Linked DNA regions of Nothobranchius furzeri: region 2 is linked to region 1. A link is a contact called in public Micro-C data. All regions are on one chromosome and are shown on one strand. The core of a region is the stretch at or near the end of the contact, and the rest is flanking DNA. Distances in the headings are between cores, read along the strand shown. Region 1 has its middle 26 kb from the start of frmd6. Region 2 overlaps frmd6 (FERM domain containing 6).

Region 1 (5,974 bases), core at 691-3,190:
CTCTTTACAACACAATCAGTCATTCACCCATTCGCACCCTGGTGGGGATGAGCTACGATGTAGCCACAGCTGCCCTGGAGCGCACTGACAGAGGCGAGGCTGCCGAGCACTGGCGCCACCGGTCCCTCCGACCGCTAGGATTGCTAAGGACTTTTATGACTCTTCAGCTTATCTTTTGTTGACGCAGTCTCTTTAGAGCATGCTTCGATCACTTTACTGTGTCAAACAGGAAGTGTATGTAAAAATCAGCCGCAATAAAACTAATTACAATCAAACTATGTGAAAAAATGCATTCAGCTAATTGAGAATTAGTAAATTCTTCCATCCTTCTTTAGAAACAAACATGAACATCTGTCTCAAAACTGCAAACATCCACATCTAAGTCTTACCTGAACTTTTACAGAGTTTTCATTAGGAAACATCTGATTGACACGAGAAAAATAAATCTGTTTGACATCAAAGGAATAAAAAAGCATGAAAGTTACTGTGGGAAATAAGCTTTGGTGGTGTGCTGTTGTTGAGTCCAAAAGCCATAAAGAAAGTGCAGAAAAGAAAGAAAAATAATGGTTTCCTCCTTGGTTTCCACTTGTTCCCACCATGTTCTTCTCTAAACTTCAGAAACTAGTGACTTCAGGGTTTTTCTAGTGGGAGGATCTAACTATTAACCCTTATTCGTTTGTTTGTTCACTACAAACAGCAACAGATTTATGCTAATGAGCCAAAATGGGATTCCAAATAATTAGTCTTGAACAAATCCCATGGCGCTCTGATAAAGCCCAAACCGGCTGGCTTCACCATCCGTTATCGTTCCACAGCACTGGGCGAGCCACAGAACAACAGAAATAACAAGAGTAATTTGGCACCCAAATGTCAGATGCATCATAGTTCATGCTGAGGCTTTGATAGTTTCTGGACTGCCCGCAGAGAACCAGATTCCTTTCCCCAAAATAGCTGGCTGTGCCGTCTTTTAAGGAGTTTCCCATTTGGGATTCAATGTGGAAATTTAGGGAAGCTAAACATAAACAGATGGATCTGATCGCTGAAAATATTCGCAGCAGAGTAATATTGATTATTTATTGGTAGTTTGGTGCATTAAAATCTTCTAGATCTCGTTTGCATTCAGATCTATTTAGTTTTTCAAAACAAAAGACAAAAAACTTTGAGTAATGCATTTAAAACCTCCTGGCTGTTCCTCGAACCAGACTGAAAACCAAAGGGGACAGGGCCTTTCAGACTATTGCACCCAGACTTTGGAACAGTCTACCTTCAAATCTCCGTCTCTCTAACACTGTAGAGGTCTTTAAAAATCATCTAAAAACTCACCTTTTCATCCAGGCGTTCCCTCCCTGAATGTTCACAAAGATGGCTTTGTTCGGGTTCACACCTTCACTTTGTTTATACTCATGATTTTATTTTCTATTTTATCACTGCTATTGTTTTTCTGATGTTTTTATTGATTAGAGGTATTTGCCCTGATCTTTATCATGTTGTACAGCGCTTTGTGATTTATATCTGTGAAAGGTGCTATATAAATAAACTTTTACTTACTTACTTACTTACTTATCATTGAGCTTCTCTTAGGTCTCATGTTTTAAAGATTTATCTGAAAGTTAACTCTGCATTGTCCATGCATGTGCTTCTGACACTCACAAGCTCAAGGAGGAGCTTTTATTTTTGTGGTTATCTGCTTCATAAGCTCTGAGTTGTTGGGATTTGCCCAGCAAAGTGCTTTCTGCACTTGTGAAGATCTTTAAGTAAAAAGACAAAAACGAGACAAGCTAAAGGTGTGTTTGAAGACCAGTCATGATAAAGTGAGCAGTTACAGCTTAAAGCATTGATTTATGGACATTTCTGTGACACAAAGCTATTCTGGTGTGACCAGTTGAAAGGGAAAAATGCAGGTGAGTGTCTGGTGCTTGAGCGAGGGAGCGTGATGTGAGGAAATCTGTGAACAGGTTATGGCCTGTCCTGCATTTAGAGGGCTGACACGGAGGAATGTGTCTCCATGTAGAGCGTGAAATCCCTGCAATGCAATCCGCCGTGTGCACCCCAAACATTGACCCACAGAGGAAGAAAGGTCCAGTCTCTGGTGAGGATCTCAGATTTAAAAACATACACGGCTGTAGGAGGAGAAATACCTCAAACAAGGAGAGGATTATACATGTTTGCACACTCATTCTAATGCTTAATAATACCAGAGGGACTCATTTGCTACAGAGACAGTTGTAGTTTTAGATGCATAGGTAGGAAAGAAAACAAGCTCTGGTTTTAGACGTGCTAGTCGAGGATTTTATCACCACCAGACAAAGCCAGGCTTGCTCTCTCTCTCTCTCTCTCTGTTCTCTGCAGCTTTCATGCCAAGATAACTTTATTTATGAGACCAATTCCCTAAGATTGCTTTAGCTAAACCTTTCTACTTATAATGCCTTTGGACATTTAGGTGGGTATGAAGATGTAAAAACAGAAAACTTGAAGAAATCCTACAAATAAAGCTATAACAGAAACTGTGATATGTTCAGGTAAAATTTAATATGTTCTGGCAAGTTTTACTGCTTCAAACTGATTAAACTAATGTTTAATCATTAAAGCTACTTATATTTGAGAAATAGCTTCCGTGAGCCATAAAGGGTTCTTCAAAGTATGACTGTTCTGTGATTTTGTGCTGAAAATCTCAAAGTTTTCCCTTAAATTTAAGTTCTTATAAGGTTTTTATATTTTTGTTGCAAACCTTTTCACAGTAAAGCATCTTGAGTCCAGCCTCAGAACACATTCATAAATAAAGAATGGTACCGAAGCTACAGCCCAGAGGAACTCCTTCAACCATTCAAGAACGGTTTGGTGATGAATATCTTTTACAAAATTTTGGTTTCACATCCACGACACTTCTCAGACTTCCTCTTCTCAAATTCCTTGAGAACTTGTGGTCAATCCTCAAAAGGTGTACAGACAAACAAAACCCCACTAACTCTAAACTCCAGGTGGGAATTACCACCCATCAATCAGGATTTGGACCAGAAGCTGAATAACAGGATGCAAAATCAACCGCAGAGAAGGACCAACACCGAATAAAAATGTAAATGTTATGTAAAAATAATATATTGTAATTCTACCTAACCAAATAAACAAATATCATAAATCTCGATGAAAACCAGAACTTGTCAGGCTTTAAATTCTGGCCACGGGTCAAAATTCACCTTTAAAATCAGTTGTTACAGTCACTAATGACAGATACTTTCTGTGTCTTTTTCAGCTCCAAAGCTTTAAGGTGTGGATAAAAGACAAACGATCAAACGTGATTTAATAATTAGAACAGGAACTAAGTAAAACCAGAACTCAGAAGCGGTCCACAGACTGAGGTAGATGAGTCCTGTAGTGGAGAAGCTTCCACAAGGAGACAGACTTCTGTTGGAGGGACAAATCCTTCTGACCTCAGCTGCTTTAGATTTGACCTCTGACCTTCGCCTGCTGCTGGGAAATTGATGGTGGTATTTAAGAACAGAGGCAAGCTCCTCTGAATGAGGGAAATTAATCTTGCACATCCTGCAGGAGGAAAGTCACAAATCAGACGTCCAGATTTTTGCCCCAGTGGGAATCGTGACACCTGTGAAATTCTCTCTTCAGGACAGGAATCGATCCTCCATGTCTGCAGGCATGTTGACCAGAAGGCTGCAGGGTGTGGGTCTGTAGCAGCTTTTAGAGTGTGTTTTAAGTCTGTTGAGGAAGTTAAGACAAAGTGAAGTTTAAACACCCTTGAACTGTTAACACTCTGACCAGACTTGTTCTCCTCCCCGAAGAACAGTGGGCTGAATTCAAAGCAGAGGAGTGTGTGAAGTTCACAGGAGAATGAGGCTGCGCCCGTTTGATGTGCTACAGTTAAATCCCTGTCACCGCTGCCTGTAGCTCAGACGCCCGGCTGGTGTCACATTTCAGAATCTCTGTGGGCAAAACCTTTGAAGCAGCTTTGCTTATGTTTTCCTGAACGTCAGTGCCGATCATCTACATATATACTGGACAATTCCTTTCCATTGGCTCCAATAATAAGTTTTTAAGCCAAAATGGGAGGTTGCCACCACCTCCATTTTGACCGTGTCACAGGTTCCGTCAAGCCCAGACAATTCCAAAAAAGGGAAGAGAGGTGGAGCTGAGGGTGGGGCTGTAAGGCTGGGATCAAATGATAACACCCGTCGAACTGAACCGATGTAGCTACAAGCTAACCCAAAGCTAACGCGGAGGTGGGAGCTAATCTAACGGAGGTAGCTACCTAGCTACAACCGGAGTTAACTGTGCACAACACCAGAGCTTCTGAGTCAGAGATGCACCAGGCTGACCTCTGGGGAGAACCGGGTGGAACACAGAGGTCTCCCGAGAGCTCCACAAGCCGGCAGCCGTGCAGCAGACAGGCGCTGCTGTGATCAGAGATGCGCAGAGCTGCTGCTGGGGAGAACCGGGTGGAAAACATTGGTTTCCATCCGAGAGCTCCACAAGCTGGCAGCCCGCAGACAAGCGTCGCTGAGATCAGAGATGCACCGAGCTGCGGGGAGGGGACCATACCGATAGTCGGAACCCAGCCCCACCAACATGTCATATTTCAACCCATTTTCTAAAATGCAGGGTTATGTTAACACTGCACTGGGATTTACCCTATTATATTTAAATTTCGTGGTTAAACAGTACATTTTAAAATCTAAGCTCAGCTAGTGCAAAAGCGGCAGTGACTTAAAATACATATATATAATTTTACTTACCGAAAAAAAATGAAGTGGTGACTCATTGGACGCTCTCTTAGTGCAATTAATGCCACAGCAAGTCATTTCGTCCAACAATTGCACAAATAGGCTAATATCCAAAAAATAAAAATGCACAAATTCTACAACTACTGGTCTAAGTTGAGAGACTAAAAATTGCGGAACAGTTTTAAGGCGAGGCCGAGGTTCAGGCTGAGGCCTTTCCCCGGAGCTAGCTCTGCGATCATGTGGGTCGGATGCTAATTAATTATTCTGAATTTTAGGCTTTTAATACACTTAAACAGGAGAGTGACAAAAAATTCACCCCCCTCAGAGTTGTCATGCATGTAAACTAGATCTATTAAACCTAAAACATGTTTTGGAACCAGGCTGTAAACATGTTTATTTCTGCTGTGAAATTGGTATTTTTAACATGGGAGTCAATGAGGATTTGCTCGCTTCTGACACCAGCCCCCAGCGGATGAGGGTGGAACTGCAATTTTTGTCACTTCCGCATTGGCTTCAATTTCAGACTCGAATTATGGGGGCTTGGTGCCGATCCTGCTTCTATAGACGACACTCCTGGATCCATATTTAAGTTTGACAAAGCTCGCTGATGAAGATGAGGCCTGTTGTGGACCCTTGGGTTAGCTGTGTGTGTGTGTGTGTGTGTGTGTGTGTGTGTGTGTGTGTGTGTGTGTGTGTGTGTGTGTGTGTGTGTGTGTGTGTGTGTGTGTGTGTGTTTATCAACCTGACCTGAGCTCTAAATGACCGTAAAACTCTCCATGAATCAGCAGCTAGTTTTATTATCTGACCTCAGATCTGCTGACTGAATGCTGCGAGGACACACGTGAGAGAGAAGGACCAGAGCTGAACTTAAACACTTACTTGAACCCCACCATTACTCCTGAGCTTCCTGCTTAAAATACATGTTGACAAACACAGAAGACCTTCAATTAAAAGGCCTCTGAGAATCGAGCTGTTGTTTTTTTTTAGCCGTTGCTACGTTAAATGGTGTAATTACCTCATGGTGACCAAAGCATCTCTCTGTGTGTCTGTCAGCCCAGCACAGGAATAGCTTTTCTCTCCTCCCAGCAACTGCAGACAAAGACACCAGAGTAATGGCTCCTTTTCCTGACACTTTGTTTCAAATGTATACAGGAAGGAAAAGCTGTTGAGCAGAGATCATGGTAGGAAGTGTTGAGGCACGCTCAATGGCTCTGGGATTAACAATCTTCTGTTCAGCATGC
Region 2 (5,703 bases), core at 1,598-4,097, 59 kb before region 1:
CCTTGAGGCCTGAAACATCTCCACCAGGAGGAAGAGTGAACTCCCTGCGGTCACCTGGTCCATCACACCACAAACTCGGGCACCTCTTCGCTCGTCAGGTCCAGAGAGAAGTACTTATTTGTCCTCTTGACGAGGAAAGGGTGCTGCTCTCCGAGCATGCCGGTACGCTGCTCGGCCAGATTCTGGTAGCCGGTGCTGTCGCTCAGCTCCTGAGCGCAACCAAACGTGTAGCTTTGGGCGGTGTCCTGACAGAGCTCCGCCCACTGCTGCCAGTCCTTCTGGTAGAGCCGAATGTCATCCAGCGACTGGCTGTGGCGATCGGTGGATGCCTGAGGCTTTCTGCAGGTAGAGGTCTGTGAGAGGAAATCAGCGTTAGACTTAGAAAGGATCTCAAGGGTTATTACAGATTAAATGATCAGTGTTGGGATTCAGGTCAAAGGTGAAGCACCTGTGGAAGGGACTCGATGCTCTGTCCTCTCATCTTCACAACAGTCTCTGACGAACTGGAGGTGGACGAACTGACGTCTTTTACTATCAGTCCTTGAAAACAAACATGAGTCTCTCAGATTGGGTGTTCTTTCTCCGATAAAACATGAATGTTTATGCTCCTAGCAGATTAAAAACACATTCTGAACCAGTTACAACCTGTTCGTTTAAGAATCGTCCAATCAGACTAGATACCGCTGAGGCTACCTGACAACCCGTTGGTCTGATCTGGAGACATGGTCAGCATGTCCTCTGTGATGTGAATGCACAGCTCCTGTTCCAGAGCCACCTCATGAAGCTCCTCGTAGTCTTTAGGGTCGTCTACCAGCATCTCGATCTCTGCAAGAACAAAAGTTATCAGAATTTATCAAACATCTAAAGCAACTGTTAACATTTCAATACATATTTACAGGTTAACTAGTAAAAAGCTCAACCAGCCATCCTCCATCAGCTCTTACCATCGTCATCATCCAGGATGCGATCCTTGCCGCTGCTCTCGATGCCGGAGGTGTGAGAGCTCCCGTGGCTGGTTGTGGAGGAGCTGCAGGTGCGTAGGGGCCTGTGTGGGGTCTGGCCCGGGGCCCTGAAGCTGTCTGTTTCAATGCCAGATGTGTGCGAGCTGCCATGGCTGGTGGTGGAGTGGCGAGACAGACGGTTAGGGTGAGACATGCTGCCCGCGCTGCTGCCGCTGGCCCGGGAACGCTTGTCCAGATGCTCCATGTCCAGCTCCAGAGCATCGCTGATGTACGATTCCCGGTACTGCTTCTTTTCTGAAATCAAAACAGTAAATCGTCATTTTCTGCTTTGAGCTAATTCAGATGTGCACCACGTTTATGCTCGTGTTTAGAGAATTTAGTTTATATTTCAGCCAGAGAAGATGAAACAGTTCATATTTCTGAGGGAAAGTAATCAAAGCAACTGTTGCAACACAAACTTGTGCTGACCACACCTTCATTTTCCTCGAGCCGACGGACTTGTTTGAGGACCGGTTGTAAGTTCATGTAGAGCCGGTGGCTGTTGCTGAGCAGCTGCAGGAGGTGGCGGGAGCGTACGGGACAGCCGGTGTAGTAGATGAGTTTACGGGCTGAGGGCAGACCATCAGGAAGGATCTCAAACTTCTTCCCCTGAGAGAAAAACAAAAACACAGAACTCTGGTTTACGCCACAAGTTGATGAAGCTGGAATGCTGATCTGAAATCAGGGTTCTTCTCCAGAAAAGAAACATTTATGTCACTAAAAACAGAGCAACGACCAGTTTTCATGTCTGTAGTTTGACTCTTGGTGCACATCTTGGATTATTTTTGCAGTTTGCTCACCGTAAGCACATCCCATCTAAAAGGCCTTCAGCGGTGACTGACCCAGGAACAGCTGTCTGTGGTGTGTTGTCAGGACTTCAACAGGTGGAGGTTAAAAACATAACGTCTGATCACAGGACGGAGCTCAACTTTATTTATCCAGCTGATTTTTAACAAAACATCGATAGACCTCCAGGTTTGTGTTTGAACTAAACACGCTGATGAAACCATCTCTGAGTCCTTTAGCAGAGGCTTTCCTACGAAGGATTGTTTTCTCTGGACAGAGCAGTCCTTCAGGCAGAGAGATTTCCTGTTAAATCCCTGGACAGACAGAAAAACTCTGGGTGGGAAATTACAGTAAAAGTTCTCTTCCCTTCCTAAACGTTTGAGTTTAACCTCAGACAGCCCCTCTGCAGCTCCCCAATAACAAACCTGCAGACGTCGTGGACAGCTGCCATTACTGCATCAGGAAGGTGGAGCAAATCCTAGAAGGCAGCTGTGAGCATGTGACTGAACCAGATCCACAGACAACATGTCTAAGAGTCAAGCAGCATATTAATGAGCCCAGTTAGGATTCTCAGAGGGAAATGTCAGATTTTATTCACTAAGCATCTCATCCAGTCTCACTGGAGAGCTTTCCAGAGGTCAAAGGTTCAGTCCCTTTGAAAGTCCTTGGACAACGATCAACAGGACTTCTGCAGGAGACCACACACATCAAACACCACCCATCCTCTAAAATGACCAGAACCAACCAAACGTCTTAAGAACCACAAGTTTTAAACCAACACAACAAAACTTGAGGGAAATGTCATCGTTTCAGCTTTCAACAGCAGTGCTGATGCAGCTTCATCCCCCGAAACACAAACCCAACCCGTTTAAAACTCTGATACACAAAATGATTCAAAAGCCGCAGAAACAAAAATCTCTTCCAACATCCCACCATCTGGGATTTATCGACCAACACGTCCCTCTGCCTGAGCCCCGCCCACTGACGGTGGCAGCGCGGCTAGATGATGACACTCTTGGGTGGGGTGAAGGACAAGGCCTGTTATTCTGGAGATGGGTGGGGCAGGGCAGTAAGAAATCCTTTTGGTCCAGGGCGAAGCCACAGCTCAGTCACTCTCACTGCGCTCCTCCAGACGGCAAATGGAGACAAACCGCAGAACCCCCCCCCCCCCCCCCCCCCCCCCCACACACACACACACACAAAGTAAGAAAACAGGATGTCTGAGCTGTGGGCCGAGGGGCAGAAGCAACAGTTGTTTTGTGCTTCAACTGTTGTAGTAAAATAAAACGCATACGTGAGACACCAGATGGGACTTTCATCTCTCTCTTAGGTATAAAAACTAAACGTCCACATTTATAACCACCAGGTCTGAGCTGTCTCTGGGTTGGCAGACACGGCGAGGCTGTCAGAGTTACAGCTTCTCTGGCTTGCTGCGATAACGGAAACCCTGCCGAATTAAAATGGCGGCGCTCAGCTCAACGACAAGCTGACTAAGAGCAGAGATGAGAAGATTATACTGGGTTTCCTTAAGGAGCACGGGCCCACAGGACAATTACACGAACAGAGCAAGAGGGAGAAAATCCAGCTGTTGATTACATGACTACATGTCTGTAGCTACAGTACTGTGTGTGTGTGTGTGTGTGTGTGTGTGTGTAAGGTTGTGTGTGCAAGGAAAGTCTTTCAGAATCTCTGATTAGTTCCAGAGGATGAGATAAAACAGCAGCCTAGAGAAGGAGCAACGTGTAAAAATTTCCACGATCCTGAGCGAGAGTCTGGCGTCTAAACGCATCACCATGAGCCAGAGGATGATTCGGTTTGATCAAAAACCTAAAAAACTATCAGAGCAAAGCAGCAGCTCTGGGCTGCATGTTGGACTCACCACAAACACCAGCTTTCCTACGTTGTTCCAGGGGAAGTCGTACAACAGCTGCCTCACAGAGCCGACGTTCTGCAATTCAAATAAGAATAATTAAAAATTTTTATCCCCTTGGAAAAATTCCCCTCTGCATCTGACCCATTCCTAAGGGGCAGCAGGCGGCCATTTTTATAACTTCCAGGGCTCAGTATCGTGCCCGGGGTTAGGGTTGTGGCCTGTGACTGACCCGCTCCTCTGGTTCAGTCACGGCTGCCGGTCGAGAAGACTGTTTTCTAGAAGGCAGACAGTTGCTTGAAAAAGACTGTCCTACTGTATTTAACCACATGCTAAAGTAGGACAGTGCGTGTGTCAACAAACTCACGTTAGAAATCCTCCTGAATCCACGTGAATAACTTTACCAAAACTCTGTGGCTGGGACTCGATTCATGACTTATTAAAAATCCCAACGAATGTTGTTAGTGTGCTTTTAACCAAGGCAGGAACATCTAAGAGAAGGACGTTCCTCACTGATGAAAGGGATTTGCTTAGAAACAAACTGCCACATTTCTAAACATTTATTTTAGCATCTTGTGAGTCTCTGTGTTGTGATGCAGCCATCTTTAGTTTATTCTGTTTAACAATAAATGTCTACACAATCAGTGAGTCCATTTGTCGTTTCAAAGTAAGGTCTGGAAAAATAAAGAAAAAGACAGAGGTGACAGGAAAACGTGATTGGAGCTAAAATTACTTCCTGTGGGACTAAAAGTACAAATGAACTGGTGGGTGGGCAAAAATAAACAAACCCGGTCAGTGGGGCTTTTATTGATGCAAATACAGGGTATCTGCAGGTTTATGGGAGCCAAATTTAATACTTTTTAAGGGCTTTTTAAGGCCACTTTGACCAAATTTAAGCTATTTTTTTTAAATTAAATTTAAGCTATAATTTCCAGCTAGGGCTGCACAGTGGTGCAGTGGTTAGAGCTGTTGCCTTGCAGCAAGACGGTCCTGGGTTCGCTTCTCGGCCTGGGATCTTTCTGCATGGAGTTTGCATGTTCTCCCTGTGCATGTGTGGGTTCTCTCCGGGTACTCCGGCTTCCTCCCACCATCCAAAAACAAGACTGTTAGGTTGATCGGTCTGTCTAAACTGTCCTCAGGTGTGTGTGTGTGTGTGTGTGTTTGTGTGTGTGTGTGCATGATTGTTTGTCCTGTGTGTCTCTGTGTTGCCCTGCGATGGACTGGCTCTCTGTCCAGGGTGTACCCCGCCTGATTGCCCATTGACCGCTGGAGATAGGCACCAGCCCCCCCGCGACCCTACATGGACAAGTGGGCTCAGACAATGGATGGATGGAATTTCCAGCTATTGCCTGGAAACGGTGCTAACCAGGTCGCGAACATGGGATTAGCCATCCAGTTACCATTAAACTTGCACTTCCCCATGGCGCAAGCTCCCACCTGCTTAACCAGTTAATGTGATCATCTAAAAATAGCCACATTTCACAACCAACTGAATGTGTACGGTTCCACTTACGCCAATATCATACACAAAAAATGCTGAACACTAACTAGAAATTCACAAAAATTTTATAGAAATAAAAGAATCTTGTTTATTGGGTCTTTCGTCATTTAAGACCTTTGGAAACTGGATTTAAGGATTATTTGTCATTTTTAAGGATTTTTAAAGCCTTAAATTTGGAAAAGCAAATTTAAGACCCGCGGATACCCTGAAATATCATAAAACTGTGTTTAAACGGCCTAACCCCGGCTTTCCACGGGAGCCGTCAGCAGCACGTTACTGCAGCAGCACGTCATAGCTGCCGATAGGAACCGCTGTGGTCAACAGAACCTTTTCCACTGGAGCCGTCAGCAGCGCGAGTCGGCCGCGTCTCAGGAGCAGCATGTCGCGGCCTTTACGCGCCGGTTCTATTTTCTACGCGCGACGCCTCTGAAACGGGTCAAGTTCGACATTTTTGGGGAAGGAAAGACAGGAAATCGGACGCGGAAATGGAGAGAAGCTCCCGAGATTTTCAGAATAAAGAACGTGCTGCCTTCCGGTTGCTTTAC

Evidence for each region. Hi-C and Micro-C count contacts between places; a contact is called where the count stands out from the background.
Region 2: a Micro-C map of tail fin shows a contact between it and region 1, with 5 times the contacts expected there. The contact joins two enhancer-like sites. A contact is called at or near these places in 2 of 2 Hi-C or Micro-C datasets (skeletal muscle and tail fin).

What each region holds. Positions count from the first base shown.
Region 1 is chr18:19,954,422-19,960,395 of NfurGRZ-RIMD1, reverse strand. No RefSeq gene overlaps it. Among protein-coding and RNA genes, the nearest start is that of frmd6, 26 kb to the left of the region's middle. Within about 2 kb of position 1,940, at least 1 of the 3 cell types and tissues checked has an H3K27ac peak or open chromatin away from gene starts, as enhancers often do. A contact at or near this core is called in tail fin, where this site is marked.
Region 2 is chr18:20,014,130-20,019,832 of NfurGRZ-RIMD1, reverse strand. frmd6 (FERM domain containing 6) reads right to left here. Exons shown (of 14, transcript XM_015969465.3): 9 at 3,667-3,735; 10 at 1,436-1,610; 11 at 945-1,256; 12 at 694-825; 13 at 449-540; 14 at 1-353. The coding sequence ends at 63. Among protein-coding and RNA genes, the nearest start is that of gng2, 14 kb to the left of the region's middle. Within about 2 kb of position 2,847, at least 1 of the 3 cell types and tissues checked has an H3K27ac peak or open chromatin away from gene starts, as enhancers often do. A contact at or near this core is called in tail fin, where this site is marked.